Regions from separate parts of the Sus scrofa genome. Here region 1 is linked to region 2. Evidence: chromatin contacts called from public Hi-C data. All regions are on one chromosome and are shown on one strand. Each heading gives the region's core, a stretch centred on a gene start, on an enhancer-like site or on the middle of the called end of the contact. The rest is flanking DNA. Distances are from core to core; before and after follow the strand shown. Region 1 holds the start of SPNS1 (sphingolipid transporter 1 (putative)). Region 2 holds the start of ATP2A1 (ATPase sarcoplasmic/endoplasmic reticulum Ca2+ transporting 1).

The links. Hi-C and Micro-C count contacts between places; a contact is called where the count stands out from the background.
Region 1: a Hi-C map of skeletal muscle shows a contact between it and region 2, with 3 times the contacts expected there. The contact joins the promoter of SPNS1 here to the promoter of ATP2A1 in region 2. A contact is called at or near these places in 3 of 47 Hi-C or Micro-C datasets (embryonic fibroblasts, liver and skeletal muscle) and 2 of 2 datasets of contacts at active chromatin or transcription factors (alveolar macrophages and skeletal muscle).

The regions. Positions count from the first base shown.
Region 1 is chr3:18,626,644-18,633,029 of Sscrofa11.1, reverse strand. SPNS1 (sphingolipid transporter 1 (putative)) reads right to left here and starts at 3,384. Exons shown (of 13, transcript NM_001243020.1): 1 at 2,769-3,384; 2 at 2,605-2,670; 3 at 156-292. The coding sequence starts at 3,009.
Region 2 is chr3:18,544,609-18,550,876 of Sscrofa11.1, reverse strand. It overlaps ATP2A1 (ATPase sarcoplasmic/endoplasmic reticulum Ca2+ transporting 1), which reads right to left and starts at 2,884. Exons shown (of 23, transcript NM_001204393.1): 1 at 2,589-2,884; 2 at 2,240-2,257; 3 at 1,808-1,890; 4 at 276-380. The coding sequence starts at 2,706.

The sequences.
Region 1 (6,386 bases), core at 2,135-4,634, 82 kb before region 2:
TAACTCAGGCAAGGAGGGGATAGAAGTTGGACCAAGGAAATTGCACAAGCTCCCTTGGTCCTGTCTTCAGTGACTCCAAAGAACAACAGCAAAGACTGATGGAGGAGGCGGGGGTGGGGTGGGGGGCAGAAGCAGGAGCCAGCGTGGGACCTCACCTCTTTGGGGATGAAGGATGACCCCAGTGTCACCAAGGACCAGAAGGCAATGCCCCCGCACATGAGATACTTCCGATTGTACCTGTCACCCAGGTAGCCAAACACAGGTGCCAACACCATGTAACTGGAGATGAACACTGGGGGGAAGCAGAGAGTCACAGCCCAGCCCCAGTATTCCTACCCCAACCCCCACCCCAGCTCAGGGAAGAAGCGGGGGCGGGGGGGAAATAATTCCCACCCAGAAACTACCAGAGCTTCCTAAGTGTGGTGGCAGGGAGCGGGGAGCCCGGCCCCATCTGAAACATTCTTTTTTTTTTTTGTCTTTTTTTTTAGGGGTGCTCCTGTGGCATATGGAAGTTCCTAGGCTAGGGGTCCAATTGGAGCTGTAGCTGCTGGTCACAGCCACAGCCATGCCAGATCGGAGCCGCATCTGTGACCTACGCTGCAGCTTATGGCAACGCCAGATCCCTAACCCTAGCGAGGCCGGGGATTGGACCCAAATCCTCTGGGATACTAGCCAGTTCTTCACCCCGTGAGCCACAAGAGAACTCCTGAAACATCTTTCAAATCTTCCACCGTAGAAGGGATGGCGCAGCTGACGCCTCACTTTCATCCAGTCGAGAACAAAATCCAAACTCCGTATCTTGGCCAAAACACACTTATCTGATCTGGCCCTTCGCTACCTTCTCAACCTCACATTCATCCCTCGCTGCCTCCCAAAGGTCCAACTGCCAGATTCAATACCATCTTAAGGCTTTGGGCACCTGCTGTCCTCACTGTCTGGAATGGTCTCTCCTCTTCTCTGAGCTTCACAGACCTAACTAAGCTCCTTCACCTTCAGCTCAGAAACCTTCCCATCCATCACATATCCATTGTCTTTACCACATTTGTTCTGTCTTCTTTTACTGAACAGTTACTGCCCAGCACAAAACAGGTGCTCAACACACTTGTGTTGCATGAAAACATGAACGGGGCTGCTGAGAAAAACCTGTTTCTTATCTAAACTCAACAACTTTTTGGAGTTCCCGTCGTGGCGCAGCGGTTAACGAGTCTGACTAGGAACCATGAGGTTGCGGGTTCGATCCCTGGCCTTGCTCAGTGGGTTAAGGATCCAGCGTTGCAGTGAGCTGTGGCGTAGGTCGCAGACGCGGCTTGGATCCCGCGTTGCTGTGGCTCTGGCTTAGGCCCGTGGCTATGGCTCCGATTAGACCCCTAGCCTGGGAATCCCCATATGCCGCAGAAGCGGCCCTAGAAAAGACCAAAAAAAAAAAAAATTTTTTTTCTTTCTTTCTTTTTTTTTAGAGTTGCATCTGCAGCATATGAAAGTTCCCAGGCTAGGGGTCGAGTTGGAGCTGCAGCTGCCATCCTATGCCACAGCCCAGCAACACCAGATCCAAGCTGCCTTGTCTGTGACGTACACCCCAGCTCACAGCAACACCGGATCCTTAACCCACTGAGTGAGGCCAGGGGTCAAACCCACATCCTCGTGGATACTAGTCAGATTCATTTCTACTGAGCCACAATGGGAGCTCCCCTAAACTCAACAACTTTTAAGAGCTTTGCAGACCTGGACCTATGATCTCATTTTCATTCCATGGAACGTTGGCTTAAATACCTCCAGTTCCTTAGCAGCCTGGAGGGCAGCAAAAAAAAAAAAAAAAAAAAAAAAAAAAAAAAAAAACACTGCAAAACCTGGTTTCCAACTCCTCTTCTGCCTTTTGTTGTGTGACCCCAGGCAAGTCTTAACTCTTCTCCTAGCCTCAGTTTCTTTATATAAATGCAGATAATACTACCTACTGCCTCTATAAAATAATAATAAGGATTCCTTGGCTGATAAAAGGATTAGAAGACAATGGGTGTAAAAGGTTTGGCCAAGTTCTTTGGATGTTATTAGCTCCAGGGCCTCCACCTGCTACCAGCACAGAAATGAAGGAGAGAAGGAAGGAAAAGAGACTTGGCCCTGGCTTTGGCCCTCCCACAAATCCCAAGTTCTGAACAAGTAAAACTCACCTCTCCCCTTTCCAGACACTCTGCTCCATTATTTACTGGGTGCCCAGCATTTTCCAACACTGTCCTATGCACTTCACCAGCACTATCTCATCTAACCCTCACATCGGTCCCAAGGGGTGAGCTGGGTTATTACGAACTCCATCTCACCCACAAGGAAAGTGAGGCTTAGAGAGATTGAGAGCCTTGCCAGCGATCACATTACGTGGAAAGCTGAGATTGAAACCCAGGTCTGACTTCACCGTGACAATGAACTGACTCCCTCTTTAATTCTCTGTAAATATGGCTCCTAACTCAACAGGACCGCCTCAGGGCAAAAATCACAGCCCTCTGGCCACGGTACCTCGCACAAATGACTCCCCAGGCATGCCAGGATGCAGCCCCAACTGGAGTAGACAAGATAAAAGATCTGCTGTGCCCCCAGGAGGGAACCTCCACTCACCGGTCTGAATGAGGCCGGAGCTACCGTCTCCGATGTCGAAGAACTGCTCGATGTCCGGAAGGACGCCTGGGAAGAAGAAGACTCAGGATGCGCTGGCCGAGGCCGCCCCACCTTCGGAAACCCGCTCCCTTCCCCTCTTCTAACTTTCTCCCTGAAGTCAGTACCAGCCACGGTGAAGCGGTCCATGTAGTTGAGGAGGTTGATATAGCACAGCACCGCCACTATGAGAGCCGAGCGGCCTGAAGACAAGCCCGTGATGCGCTGCAGTCCCTCCCGGTCCAGGACCTCGGGATCCTCGGACTTCGGGTTCCCCATGGGCCCCGGCAAGCCCGGGATGCCGGGCGCCGGTCCGTCATCCGTGTCATCCGCCTGGCTGAGGAAGGGCGTGGAGTCGGACCCGGACATGGTCCCGGGGGGTCGCGCCCGCCCGCGCTCCGGTCCCACTGACGATCCCTGCGTGGGGAGGAGGCTGGAGAAAGGAGGATGGAGGGGGAACCCAGGCAAAGCAGGTGCGCCGGGAGACCGGGAGGAGCTTGCCCCGAAGCCCAGAGCACCGGGGATGGAACCCGGGCTCTATCATGCGTCCCCGCCCCGGCAGACACACCGCGCGGAGGAGAAGAGTGGAACCCGGTGAGGTCGGGGACAGGAATGGGTTGAGGTTCGAGTCCCCTACTCCCCCAGCTGAGGCACCCTTCACCCCCGGTAGGAGCCCACTCGCGATCCCTCAGCCCCGGCTCTGCCCCACGGCCGCCGCCATGTTGCCTAAGAGCCGGTCATGTGACACCAGAGCTGGGCTGGGGGCGGTGAACGCCAAGGTGGGTCAGCCCCGACGCGACTACGGAGGCCGCGCGCGCCCCTGCGGCTTCTCAGCCGCTCTCGCATCACGTGACTGAGGGCGCAGCGGGAGCTCTCCACCCAGTTTTTCAGGCAGGACCGACAGACGACCTAAAGGAGTCTAGGTGACCTAGTGCGAGTCCCTGCCCGTCTGAATCTCGGCTTCCTTATCTGCAAGGCCTGCTTCTTATCGAACGAGATCAGATTAGATAATGGAATGTTAAAAGGGTCTGGAAATTGGAGTTCCCGTCCTGGCACAGCCAAAACGAATCCAACTAGGAACCATGCGGTTGCGGGTTCGATCCCTGGCCTTTCTCAGCGGGTTAAGGATCCGGCGTTGCCGTGAGCTGTGGTGTAAGTCGCAGACGCGGCTCGGATCCCGCGTTGCTGTGGCTCTGGTGTAGACCGGTGGCTACAGCTCACATTCGACCCCTGGGAACTCCATATGCAAGGAACAGTTCTTACGCTCTTACCTTCTGTGTCCGTTTGGGGCTTCATACATGCTCAGTGATGAATGAATGGTGAACAGCGGCTCCCAGTCCTGGCCTCTTGCCTGGCCCCGGTCAGCTCCCTCTAAACCCCTGAGCTTTCCCTGCAGGCGTTGAAGAAAGCCTCCCCAGAATTTATCCACCGCGTGTGGAGTCGGTTTTTCCCTCACCTCTAACGGGACCGAAGCCCTTGCGCCTTCTAATGGTCTCTCTTGGAACAGTCAGGGGCTCAGGAGGCCAAGCTGCAGACTGGGCTCAAAGACTACAGAGCCTTGGCACCAAAACAGCTTGGTTGCTTGGCACCTCCCTGCCCCAATCACCAAGCTACAGCTGATAAACATACACTCTAAGTAAAATTAGTGAAGTTCTATGCAAATACAACTTCAAGATCCCTCTTCCAACCAGACCTCTAAGCCCCTCTGCTGAAATTCTAGTCTCCTAAGATCTTGAGGCCCCCAAGAGGCCTTACCTGAAACCTGAGTCCCGGACCTACTTGGTATTGCCCCAGGAGGTACTTCATGTTTCAGAACATTAAGCCTAGTCTGCCATGTGGGCCTAAAAGAAAGAGATGGAGAGGGATTTCAGATTGTATTCACTGAATTTCCTCAGTACTGTTGAGCGTGTACTCTATGCCTGGCATTGTATCCGGTGTCAGGCAAATGCAGATTTATCTGGAGCTTATCTGAAGGGGACAGCTATCCATACACATGTAAAATTGCACCTGTCAAATGAAAAGGCAAACCACAGACTGGAAGGAAGTATTTGCAAAGCATGTATCCAACAAGTGACTTATATCCAGGTGTATAAAGAACTTTTATTTATTTACTTATTTATTTTATTTTTAGGGCCACACCTATGGCATATGGAAGTTCCCAGACTAGGGGTCAAATCGGAGCTGCAGCTGCCAGCCTACACCACAGCCGCAGCAACACCAGATCCGAGCCTTGTCTGTGACTTACGCTGCTGCTTGCTGCAATGTCAGATCCTTAACCCACTGAACGAGGCCAGGGATTGAACCTTCATCTTCATACTTGTTTGATTCTTAACCTGCTGAGCCACAATGGGAACTCCCTAAAGAACTTTTTTTTTTCTTTTTGGCTGCCCCGAGGCATGTAAAATTCCCAGGTTAGGGATCAGATCTGAGCTGCAGTTGAGACCAAGCCTCAGCTGTGACAGCACCAGATCGTTAACCCACTGCAGGGCCAGGTATGGAACCCAAATCCCAGTGCTCCTTAGACACCGCTGATCCCGTTGCACCACAGCAACGCCAGATCTAAGCTGCGTCTGTGACTTACACCACAGCTCACGGCAATGCCGGATCCTTAATCCACTGAGCAAGGCCAGGGGTCAAACCTACATCCTCATGGATACTAGTCAGATTTGTTTCCATTGAGCCACGACGAACACTAAAAAACATAATTTTTTAAGTGGGCAAAAGATTTGAACAGACATCTCGCAAAAGATAAATGAATGGCCAACAAGAATATGACACCATTGGTCATTAAGGAAGATACAATTAAAACCACATTAAGATACTACTATACTAGAATGGCTTAAACAAAGAAAAAATAAAGGACCTGATAAAATCCTGGAAATGATATGGAGAAACTAAAACCTTCATACAGTATTTATGGGAATTGCAAATAGTACAGCTATTTTGGGAAGCGAATTCGCAGTTTTTCTTTAAAAATTAAACAGACAAAAAAATTAAAATTAAAATTAAACAGACACTAAAAAAATATTAAGTATACACTTCCCATGTGACCGATCAACTCCACTACTAGGTAGCTATCCATGAGAAATGAAAACATGTTCAAACAAAAGCCTGTATGCAAAATTCAGGTTCATTAGAAGCCTTATTTGTAATAGCCATAAAATGAAAACCAAAAAAACAAGTATCCATCAACAGGTGAAGCATATATCCATCAATGCTACACATAATATGGATAAATCTCAAAAACATTGTGCCAAGTGAAAGACCCCGACACAAAAGACTGCATACAGTATTATTCCATTTGTACAAAAATCCAGAAAAGGCAAAACTAAAGTGACAAAGCAGACTAGTGGTTGCCTAGGGTCAGGGGGAGGGAGAGGTACAAAGAGGCACCCGAAACGTCTGTAGGATGTATACGTCCACTAAAACTTATTGAACTGTAGATTTAAAATAGTTCCTTTGAGGAGCAGAGCATTAAGAACCTGACTAGGGAGTTCCTGTCGTGGCGCAGTGGTTAACGAATCCGACTAGGAACCATGAGGTTGCGGGTTTGGTCCCTGCCCTTGCTCAGTGGGTTAACGATCCGGCGTTGCCGTGAGCTGTCGTGTAGGTTGCAGACGCAGCTCGGATCCCGCGTTGCTGTGGCTCTGGCATAGGCCGGTGGCTACAGCTCCGATTCGACCCCTAGCCTGGGAACCTCCATATGCAGTGGGAGCAGCCCAAAGAAATAGCAAAAAGACAAAAAA
Region 2 (6,268 bases), core at 1,635-4,134:
TCATTTTATAGACAAGGAAACTGAGATTCAGAGAGATGAAGGAACTTGCCCAGGGTTGTACAGCCAGCAAGTGACAGTAGGGACCAGTCCCCCCCCCCCCCCCGTCCTTCCAATGTTCTGTTCCTTTTCCAAACTGAGCAAAAGGACCAGAGAACAAGGCAAGCCCAGGGGAGGTGATGGAGGAGGAGGAGGAGGAGGAGACGGGGACGGAGGCTGGCCTCACGTTCAGTGTTCAGTGTCAGGATGTGAAGGAATGAGGCAGCGTCAAAGCTAACCTGCCAAACTCCCACAATGGCGTTGGCAATGAGGATCAAGAGGATGACAAAGGGCTCGACAAAGGCAGTGACTGTCTCTTCGCCTTCCTCAAACCAGGCCAGCACCTGGGAACAAGGGAAGGGAGGAGAATGGGTAATTAAGCCCCCCCACACTCTTCCCCCCCCCCACAGGGGTGAGGAGAAGAAATGGAGGTGAGAACCTGCACAGGAGCAAATGGGACGGGGCATCACAGGAGCACCGCCGCCCCACGTCGCTTTGAGGGCCGACACGCTCCATGGCCCAGACTCACACGAGCCCGGCGGTTGCTGATATTCAGCGGGCACAGGCGGGCACAGACATGCACAGCTCAGGGATTAGCTGGGAATGCTTTCAGGTTTCCCTGACCAAGTAGTTGGCTTGTAAACGAAGCTCCGGGGACACCCAGGCCAACTGCCCCCTGAGCCACATCCATCCCACAGGAGCCAAAACGCGCTAGGCAAGACCCTGTGGTCCCTGCAGGCGCTGGGCCCACCCATGGCCCTCCCCCACAGCAAGACGAGGCAGGGAAGCTCCAATTTCAAGAGGGAGCAGGAGGGGGGGATAGTGTTACGGGGCCTCCTGTACACACCCCACCCCAGCTGTTGCCACTGCCAGGCAACAGCCCCAGGCAAATGTCAAGGAGCAAATCTGAGAAGGAGAAGGGAGGCCCTGCCAGCTAGTACTCAGGGGCCCACGGGGCCTCCACTATAGAGACCAGGGGACACGGGGACTTTGGGGCCTCCAGAGTCTTGTCTTTGAGAACTAAGATGTTAAGGAAGAAACTCTCAAATGCAGGCTGGATGCTGGGATGGTGGGTGCTGAGGGGAGCTCCAGGGCAGGAGAGGTGCCAGGGCCTTAAGAGGGCGGTGGGGGCGGCCCTGAGGCTGTGAGGGGGAAGGGTCAGGTCAGGTCAGGTGGGTGAGGAGGGGGATCCCGGAGTTCCAGCCCCGATGGGGGGAGTTGGGAGGCGAAGCTCAGAGACAGATGAGGGGTCTGGGCCATTAGGTGCTTTTGGAGTCACCCTGGCACCAGCCGCTTTTTCCCGCCTCTGGGAGGGAGTCTTTGCTTCAACCAATCAGCGCCAGGAGGGCGGGGCCGGGGTGTCAGGATGCTCAGGGATTGGTGGAGCGGTTTGTGCGTCCCGCGGCATGCCGGGAGCAGTGGTGGCCTGGGAACCTCAGCGGCGGCGTGTGAGCCGTGGAGCCCAGCCGCGGAGCGCTTAGGGGGGTAACCCGAGACCTCGGAGCCCTTGAAGCTCCGGGGGCGGCTTAGCTTCAATGTTTTGGCTGAGAACACCCTAAAGCTTAAAATAAAACCTGCCTGTGGGGTGTGGGGGAGGACAGAGGAATATGCAAATCAGCGTCACCCCACCTCTCTCGGTTCTGGTCTGGAGAATAGGATGCTGAAGGCTCGGACTAGAGGAACCCATGATTTGGAGCCGGTCGCCAGCAGACTCTCCAGATCCCCCCAACCCACAGCCCCAGCCAGCCCCCAGAGGCCCTCCCACACTTACAAAGGAAATGCAGGCGGCCAGGAGAAGGATCCGCACTAGGAGGTCTTCAAACTGCTCTATCACCAGCTCCCACAGGGACTTCCCTGGGGGAAGAAGCAAGGGGAGGGAGCCCTCGGGGTTAAGGTCTAACAGATGACCGGCTGGGACTCTGGGTGCAGGCTGGGATCCAGCCTGGAGCAGAAAGGGTCTGTGGTGATGGGCAGGCCATTTGATGCTGAGAAAAGGGCTGAGGGAACAGGCCAGGAGTCCAAAAACAGGCTCCTCCAAGGAGTGGGCAGTTGTTCAAGGGCTGGATGCCTCAAGGAGAAAGTGCCCGGAAACTTCTGCCCCGGGCCAGGCTCTAACCTTTGGGGAGGAACATTTGTCCCAGGAGTCAGAAGGAGAGGGCAGGAAGAAGGGAGTGGGGCACAGAGGGGAAGAGGTGGAACTTACCTTCCTCAGCAGGGAGCTCTGCCCAGAGAGAAAGAAGAAAAGGACACATTCATTTGGCATTCAGTGCAATGCCGCCCGCACCCAGGACTTTGTGGCTAAGGTAAGAGAATCAGGCCACCAAAAGGGCAGCTGAGGTTCACCAAGGTTATCCATAGAACTTCTCCAATCTCTGGGTCTCAGGGACCCTGTTTTCTCAGTATCCTCCCCTCCCCTGCAGTCATTGGTCCATGACCTGTCTCCTCCCTAGGATCCCCTGGAGCGCAAGGCCCTGGTGTGTGAGTGTGAGTCCATGTGTGTGTTGTGCAGATGCGGGAGGGCACGACCGGCCTCTCCTGCAAGGGACACTTACCATTGTGGCCGTATTTCTCCAGATGCCGCTTAACTTGGTCCGGGGTGAGGCCTGTGGTCTCGCTCACCCCAAAATAGGCCAAACATTCTTCTGTGGTCTTGGAGTGTGCAGCCTCCATGGTGCTCCCTTCCTGGGGGCCAGGGGGCGGTCTGTTCCTTCTGGGGGGGTTTCCTCACGCGTGGGGGGCCTTCCTCAGTGTGTCCACCTGCCTGTCCGTCTGGGTTTCTTCCTCTCTCTCTCCTACCCCCCCCAGCTTATTCTTCCCTCCACGAAGCTCTGACCCCAGTCCCACTTGCAGCAGCCGGCCACCCCCCCCAGCCCCCAGCTGGTCCTTATGAGGGAGTGGGGGGGGCAGGCTCCCCCCTCCCCCAGATCAGGGATTGGCTGGCTGAGACTCCAGCAGGAGGGGTCAGAAGAGAGAGATATTTCTGCTGACAGAGGGGGAACAGTGGGGCTGCAGCCTGAGATGTCACTCATGAGGGAAGCTAAGGTGGCCCCAGCCCCAGGGAAGGGGGGGGGTAGGGAGAGACTTCGCTTTCTGTCTTCAGGGGTGAGCCCTCCTGAAATTGCCTCGACTTCTTCAGCTGCACTGAACTTCCTATTCCAACCTCCCCCTCTCCCCTTCTTAAGGCCACGTCTCCTCTCAGGCCTTCATCTCTCATTTTCCTGCGCTCCCTCCTTCAACCCCCCACCCCCACCCCGCTGCCTCATCCTCTCTGAACCTGTTCCTACAGCCACAGTCTCCTCCTTCCTTAGTTTGTGGAAAAGGCAGCAGAGATACTCCAACCCTCCAGGACTTGAAAAGAGGGAGAACATCCTTTGGGGGTGAGAGGAAGTGGCTCTAGAGGGACCAGGGGAAGGAAGGAGGGGAGAGGGTCAGGGGACAGGGCAGAAGATGGTAACCCTACCCTAGGGAGGGCTTGCTGCAGCCATCAACAAGGGATTTAGTGTCCAGGCCCTGGTGACCAAAGCCAGGACGGCCTGTCTCTCCCCCAACCCCCCCCCCACGCCCCATTGCTCTAAGTCAGCCTCTGGGAACGGAGCCTTTGGGCCCCCCCATCCCTGACAGGGAATCCCCCCCCTACCAAGAAAATGGGATACCCAGACAGCCGGGTAATCCAAGAGCCTACAGAATGTGCTGATGGCAGAGGGGGAGGGATCAATGTTTCCGAATGGGGGCAGGGGTCACCCTAAGTCACAGAATGAGGGTCACCTCATCCCACCCCAGGCAGTCTTTGAAATGCGGGGTTTACGTGGCAGACCCCAGGTGGCGTAGCTGTGCTAGCAGACAGCGAGCGAGGACCAGCGCTGCATGCTCAGGTGCTGGGCACACCCCGTGGGCAGAGGCCGGAGGAAAGGGGCATCATGGCAAGGGGCCCCTGGGGGAGGGGGTAAAGCAGAGGCTCCAGACTAGAGGAATGGCCGGCAGGCAGATTGATGGGGACAGGTCTAGGGGAAATAAGGACAGACAGAGCAGGGGGCAGAGAGACGGGGCCGCGAGGGTCAGAGGGAAGTCTGAGGAGCGGTGGGGAAAAGGGACGGCAGGGAGCTGGCATGTGGCAGCCAGGTGGGTGGGGGCCCAGGGCTGGGTGCAAAGCCACAAGTTGTTGCTGAACGGCTGGCCTGGGTATCAGCTTCCTCGGAGAAGCAGCTGCTCTAACGCCAGCCCCACCCCCACCTCTGCTCCAGCAGCATCGGGGCATCTTTTGGTTTGCAACGAGGGCAGCTGCGGCAGGAGCAGGAGCACACGGAGGGTAGCACGGGGTGTGGGCAGGGGAGGAGGAGGGCAGAGAGAGGAGAAAGGGTCAGGGAGAGAATGGGAAGAGGTGAGGGGAAGCAGCGGCCTCGGGGCCCTGCCCTCAAGTCCTTCCTTGGTCTAGGCTTTGGTTTCCTGAAATGAACAGGGAGGCGGATGGACCGCGGGGTTCTCAAGGCTGCTTCTCTGTCTGGTGCTCAGGCTCCTAAGTAGGCAATGGCCTAGGAGACAGCGGGGCAAAGGAAAAGGAAGCCCCGCTTTTTTTGGGGGGGGGGACGGTGACTGAGCCAGCAGGATGGATGGCACTGAAGGACTCAGCCCCCCCCCACCATAGCCATCCTTTCTTCTGCCTGGATGGGGGGGTGGCGGCCTCTGGGGTGAGTTGAGGACACGGTGCTCCTCCCCCACTCCTTTTTGTGGTTCCAACAACCCCCTCCCTGAAGCCGAGTCCTGCGGTGACTGTGACCAGGGTGGGGGCTCAGACAATGGGGTGGGCGTGTTGGGGTCACATCCACAGAAACTCCACCTGGCCAGGCACCCACCTTCTCAGGCCAGAGTCAGGCTCAGCATCTGCCAAGCCTCCTGTGGGTGCTGGCTGGCTTCTCCCCACCACCACCTGGAGGAGTGACAGGGGCACTGTCTTAAAAGAGCAGGAAATGCCCAAACATGGAGAAGGGGGAGAGGACGGAAAGACGGAAGAGATCTGGGCTTCAAGGGACTTGAGAACCTGAGGCCGAGGGAAGGGGGCAGGCTTTACAGGATAGAGCTGCCAACGGGGCCCTTTAAGGTTATTCACTTCTGCCTCCCTCAACTTCCCAGAGGGGAGAGAGACGCCTGAGAGGGAAAGCCACCAGCCAAGAAGCTGCAAAAGGCTCATCCTCAGGGAGGCTGGGGTGTGACCTGGGATGGAGGCAAGCCCTCCCTCTAGGGTCTCCAGGCCCAGAGTTGGAAGGTGCCCTTCCCCGGCTGAGGATGGGAGAGGAAGGACACCCAGCTAGAGCCTGGCCAATCCCCGACCGGTTCTGAACTTCAATTGAACATCCATAAAGACCGGCTTACAGGAGACTGTCTCTTAGGCTTCTGCAGCCAACTCATGCAAATTTGGGGTGGGGTGGGGTGGGGGTGGAGTGGGGGGGTTGGGTCCTTGTACCCTTCCCGCACCCATCTTCAGAAGCCAAGTCCCTGAAGGGTGGCAGGGTTTTGGGGGCGGGAGGGAGCCTCGCTGCACCAGTTGCTGCTAGATTAGAAGAGGATCAGGTCCTGCTTACCCTGGGGCGTCAACGCCTTCACTCGCCATCTCACTCTGAGAACACAGCATCCAGATCCCCAAACCACCACCGCCCTCCGCCCCGCCCTCTGCCAGGCCAATTCCCTCCCTGAGGCCAAGGTTTGGGGGAGCCCCGGGGATTAGACAGAACCAGGAGAGACGGCAGGCTTCCCCCGGCTAGCCCCCGGCCTGGGTGGCCCGTGAGCCCAGCTGTCTCCTGTCCATCTCCCAACAGGACGCAAGGCCCAGAATAGCAAGGTCATGAGCACGGGTAGGGCCTCCTGGAGGTGGGGGCAGAGGCTGAGGGGCATATAGACTCCAGACTGCCTGCGAGGGGGAAAGAGGCAGAGCTGGACAGAGGGGAGAAGGCAGAGGGCCAACAAGATAGGTGGGGCTCTTCAGAACCCCGCCCCCCCTTGTTAGAGCCTCCCCCCAGAGATGGGAAGCCCAGGGGTGCCTCCCGTCAGGGGAGGGCAGAGCCCCAGTTCAGTTCAGAGAACAGAGCCTGGGTCTAATGGGGGAGGGGGACGGGGGGTGGGGATGGGGAGACATTGCCAACTCCAGTGCCCACAGTCCTTGCTAGGCGCAGCCAAGCGGGGCTGGTGGGGATGGAGCCGATGCGGAAAGTGGGTACCATGTGAGACTCCAGCCTCTGAT